Regions from separate parts of the Arachis hypogaea genome. Here region 1 is linked to region 2. The links are chromatin contacts, called in public Hi-C maps. All regions are on one chromosome and are shown on one strand. Each heading gives the region's core, a stretch centred on a gene start, on an enhancer-like site or on the middle of the called end of the contact. The rest is flanking DNA. Distances are from core to core; before and after follow the strand shown. Region 1 holds the start of LOC140176696. Region 2 has its middle 6.4 kb from the start of LOC112722685.

Region 1 (2,700 bases), core at 152-2,651, 79 kb before region 2:
AAAGCATAGAATCAATCCTAAACCAGAATTAACAAAAAAAAACAGAACAAAAAATTCAAAGTAAAAAAAATAGAATTAACAATTCAACCAAAGAATCAAGAACAACCCAACCAAAGAACAAATCAGAATCAACAATAGGAAGGACAACGGAAGAATAAAAATAAATCAGAGTCAAACCTACAATCATGAAAAGGTTCAGAATAAAAACAAATCAGAATCAAAATCAAACAGAGACTCCATTACAGTTTCCAATGCAAGAAGGATGATGGCGCTGGAAACGGAGAGCTAGCGACGGAGGTAGGAGGCGAGCACTAACTATGCTTCCACTGCTGAGAGTCTGAGACGTTAGAGCTAAGTGAGGGACCGAGTGAACTTCGAAACTCCAACTGGCGACGGTGTCGGGAGTAGTCCAGCGGCTGAACGAAAGGGAAGGACTAAGCTCGTCGGCGTTGAGAGGAATGATTAACTCAAGGGTGATGGGAGGGACGAGGGAAGGTGTGCTACCTGTTGGAGAGTTGGAGTGAGTTAGGGTTGATAACAGGTTAGGGTTGGGGGTTTACTGAATGCTAAACGGCGCATTTTGAGCATTTTTGGGCAAAGTAGAAAATCGGCCAGGTGTCGGTTCGGTTCGACTGACCGATTATCGACTGGTTTAACAGTTCAACAATGGTTTTCTTTTTTTTCGATTTTGGCATATAACCGAATTGTAATTTCCATTAGTTCCCGAATTCAATCGATTTGACCGATCGGTTCAAACCGATTTTCAGAACATTGAAAAATAGTGAGAATGTGAGATCATTACTTGATTAGTGAAAGAAGGACCAACGATGATCCTAATATCCTACCTAAAGGATAAGGAGGAGTGCGGACCAATAGGTCGAATTACAATATAAAGAAGAGTAGTAAACTATCTTCCTTCTTGTTCGAGTAGGAGGATTTCGATAAAAATTCCTCTTGATTCTGTTGTTAATAACCACACGCCGGTTAGAAATGATATGGCCATCAACGCCAGGACCAATAGAATAAAGAAACATAGGAATCACCCATACGGTATAAATTACATACTAATATCTGTAAAATTGAGCAGAGTCCAATTTAGGCAACTAGTCCAATTTTGTCACACCATTCTCAACAAAATCTTCAACTTAATTAACAGCATATTCAACTTAGGCAACAAGGGGTCAGCCGAGTCATTAATGATCATCAAGCAGTGACACAATGCCACGAATTGAGCAGACTAGGAAAAAAGCTAAGCAACAATTAACATTACCTGCGATGAAGGCGGAGAGCAGAATACTGGGAAGGACGGTTGGAGGCAATGGTAGACGACGACAGTAAACACCGCCAGGCGACTGGTGAATCACGGATGGGATAGCTACTCGGACCACGAGTCCCGCACAATGCCGGAAAATACTATACCGCGGATGCCGACGACACGAGGACAGAAGCTCCGCAGCCAGGACGACGGCGGCAGTCTATGCCTCCTATTCTTAAAAAACCTCAAATGGACCATGTTAATTCTGTTCATCTATTACAAAAATATCACATAACAAAAAGGGTCCAGCCCAATATCAGCATTGACAATATAAGGGAGCCCAAGATTTTCCATGCTCCTCCGTTGGCGCTAGGAATAACAAGGCTCAGCTAAACCATTCAAGCCAGGAGACTGAACACTGTCAGGTCCTGCTCCCTCCAGTCACACACCAAGGGTACCTGTCAATCTGTCCCCATCTCCGTATATCTATACCAAATTAGCTCTTTAGAGCATCTCCAACAGGAGAAAAAAATGAAGCCCAGTTCCTATTGTGTCAGAAGAAAAGAAAGCTTATGCGTTGGAGTGGGAAGAAAGGGAGTTCCCACACGAATTCCAAGAAGCAGGAGTCCCTCTGAATAGGGACTCCAATGAAACAATCAAAACTTGCCATTTGGCAAGTTAGTTAGAAAATAAATAATTATATATAATGTTAATTAGCTAAATAGGTATATTAAATAATTAAATAATAATTAATTTAATAATAATTATAATAATTAATTATATTAAATAATTATATTTTTATTTAATTAATAATTTATATTAATTATTTAAATAATAATTAATTAAGTAATTAAATTATAATTAATTTAATAATAATTATAATAATTAAATAAATTAAATAATTAAATATTTATTTAATTAATAATTTATATTAATTATTTATATCATAATTAATATTAAATATTATTTATATTTATATTATTATATTAATTTAGTCGTTGTAAAACTAACCGTTGTAAAAATAGCCGTTAGAAACTAGTTGTTACTATGTTACCGTTATTATTAATAAATTAATATTTTGTTACTCTATATATACCACTTAGATACACTTGTATTCTCACACTCTCTACAACTCTTCTTCATCTTCTTATAAGTTTACAAAATCAAAGTTCTGCTACTATTATTTTTTGTTCAAAAAATGGATCCAAACCAACTCAACTCTTTCTTCAATTACTTACAAAACTTTCCTCAAATTCCAAATACCCAACAATCTCAAACCTCAAACTCTCAAGTTCCAAATCAAAACTTCATACTACCAAATACATTTCAAAATCCAAATCCACAAAATCTCTCTAATTTCAATTTTCAAACTCCTTATAATAATCAATTTCCTATATTCCAACCACAAAACCAAAATTCACAAACACCCCATTTACCATTTTCAT
Region 2 (2,902 bases), core at 54-2,553:
TTGGATCAATAGTGAAGGGTGGTTTTGGAAGAAACCCGTTTCTGTGGTTAGGTATTCCTCTCTTGATTCTATATGGAGCGAAATTGAGATAGGTGCAAATATGTGTGTTGAGCATCCTGTGTTAATTGGTCGCGAAGACGGTGTGGACTTCGTCAGCTATGAGCGGTCCTCTGTTAGGTTCGGGGTCCACTTGGTTGCCATAAACATTGGATCGTCTGACGGAATGGAGTGGGGTCGGTCTCTCTTTATTGGTGACCCTAATCTGATGGAAACTCCATGTGGTTTGCTCGGTGTCGTCCTCCTTAGCATTAATCATTTCATCTGTGGCTTTGATGTCTTTGATCCATCATTTGACGCTGCTATGTCAGAGGCGCAATTTCGTGCTATTTGTCTCGATGACGGAGTTGTTAGATTTGTTGGTCGCATGAGATAGGGAGCCGTTGTTTCCATCAAAAGTGTTGTCATCTTTTCCCTGTGTGTGTGAGCAATGTCATGTAATCTTTTGTGATGTGATTTAGTTGACTTTTCCTTCGCATTATGTTAATAAAGTGGCCAATAGGCGTGGGCAGCTGAAATTGGGTCTTTGTTTCCATGCATCACCCTGTTTTGTTATGTCTTTTCTTATTCGTGTGTCGTTAGGATCTTTTTTTTTGGCTACATTTCCTTTGTTGTAAGGCATTGTTTGTTTACTATGGGATTTTTATCAACCAGCCCTCATTGCTGTTGTCATAATAATTCACTTTAGACTATGAGTTCTTTTTTATAAAACTTCGGTATCGAATTTTTACTCTCGTGGTCTTTTTCGCCTGCCTTCATTTACGAATAGCTCGCAATTTATTTTTTCCTTTATATTTATGCTTTACACCATATCCACCCAAAGTTATCTTTCTGCACACTGTGTTTGACCTGAAATGAAGCGATGAACATGTCTTATGAGCCTTGTGACTGAACCTCCCGATTCTGTGCACATACGTGACTGGTGACCATTCAGCCTTCAAATGCATTCACCTGGTTGTCTTTGGGTTTCTGTAAAAGCCTGATGTAACCACTGCACCTCCCCTTTCTGAAATGCGTTTAGTCATTGCACTCCCAAAGCATTGTCTTTTTAAGACTTCCCTTATTCACTATGGTTAGTCAACACAGTTATTATGATTTGCAAGATTCACTTAAATTGGTGCCATAAAAGTTTTTGGCCGCCAGCGGGCCTCTAAAGTATTAAAAAGGATTCCAGTGTAACCCGTTAGACCCGTTGTTACTGGCTCTTATTTGAATTTTTATCTATCAAAGCCATGTTATTGCCCACATAAAAAAAGAAGTCCATGATGATTACCCGTTGTTACTGGCTCTTATTTAAATTCTTACCAATCAATGCCATGTTCTTGCCCACATGGAAAAAGAAGTCCATGATGATTAATATGAAAAGAGTTTGGGTTGCAATATGTTATTTTGCAAAGTTTCACTGATTTTATGGGCTTTTGTTCCAACACAATGTTGTCCCGCATGTGGCTAAAGGAAGCCCAAACTGATTAAATTTTAAAAAGGGTCGGGCCTCATATATCATCCACAATAACAAAAAATATCCATTTTAGAACCTTTATATATATATATATATATATATATATATATATATATATATATATATATATATATATATGTTTTTTTAACCGCTTTAAGTCATGATCCCTTTTCATTACGTTTTATTATCTGTGTATTTTTCCGAATAGCACCAGCACTTCCAAGTTTTATTTCGTACCACTATCGGGTCACGGCTCACAACTTTCAGTATTTGTCTATATTGCCTCCATTTTCTTTTCGTATACCGTGTTTCTCTCGGAACTAGATTTTGAACCCTTTTTCCCAACTCAACCCTAGGGCCCATTAAATGCACTTAATTTTGTTGACCTGTTTCCCTTCGTTGATGCTGTAATTTGTTCAAACCTTCAAAGACCTAGTGAAAATACCTTTTCCTACCAGCAATAAGTAAAGCTACACTTCTTCCCCCTGCTAAATAGTTATTATCAAATTATTTAAGGATAATTTTTTCTTTCATTATTTGTTGTTACCTCTTTAGCCATGTTAGATGTTGATTTCCACCGCCTTGATCAAAGTTCATCTATTTGGGTTTCTTAGTTTTGGCATTTATTCACTGGCATTTAATGACGACATGTCTGTACTTTAATTTCTCTTGCCCTTTCTCCAGAGAGCGGGATCATTTTTTCCTTCAAATTTTTTCTTCGAGCTAGAGGGTACTACATAGTGATCCATCAATTTATCCTTATCGCAAACGAGCTAAGGAGATAAACTCTGGCCCCTTTGTCAATGATTTTCATTATTTTTTTATTTTTCCTACTATTCTTATTATTATTTTTTATTGATGCACCCTCTTATGTTAACATATTATTAATGTATTAAATGTTATTTGCTTTTATATCTAGGGAATAATAACTCATCTATCCGGATCGGTGGGCCCACTTATTTACCTATTTACCTATTAACATGATCGCTTAATTTTATTTAATCATTTGATTATATGATATTCTCGATTGGGTATTTGGTGGTTTGATGCAATATTTTTAAAATCATTTTATGCTCCTCCCTTAGGTTTTTACTATAAATAACAATCACTGTCCACATTAGCTATAGCTATTAAATAACAGAGTAAGTCTATCGCTTTCTCAGCCCCGATATTCCACACCCTTCCCCACCATTCCCCACCCTTCCCCTGTTTCCAAGACTTTTTTATTAAACTTTATCATGCTGTCACTTTCTTCTATGATCCTCAAGTTCTTTTTCACATTAGTGGAACATGCGTGAGTGAATAGAGTTCATCTTCTTGCACATTTTTATGCATGCACATACGTATAATCTTGCTTTTTTAAACATCTTTGGGCTATTATTTTAC

Evidence for each region. Hi-C and Micro-C count contacts between places; a contact is called where the count stands out from the background.
Region 1: a contact with region 2 is called in a Hi-C map of an unstated tissue, with 4 times the contacts expected there. The contact joins the promoter of LOC140176696 here to the enhancer-like site in region 2. A contact is called at or near these places in 2 of 8 Hi-C or Micro-C datasets (leaf and an unstated tissue).

Annotation. Positions count from the first base shown.
Region 1 is chr2:18,151,620-18,154,319 of arahy.Tifrunner.gnm2.J5K5, reverse strand. LOC140176696 reads left to right here and starts at 1,401. Exons shown (of 4, transcript XM_072208241.1): 1 at 1,401-1,513. The coding sequence starts at 1,401. It also overlaps the pseudogene LOC112740634.
Region 2 is chr2:18,072,697-18,075,598 of arahy.Tifrunner.gnm2.J5K5, reverse strand. No RefSeq gene overlaps it. Among protein-coding and RNA genes, the nearest start is that of LOC112722685, 6.4 kb to the right of the region's middle. Within about 2 kb of position 1,303, at least 3 of the 3 cell types and tissues checked have open chromatin away from gene starts, as enhancers often do.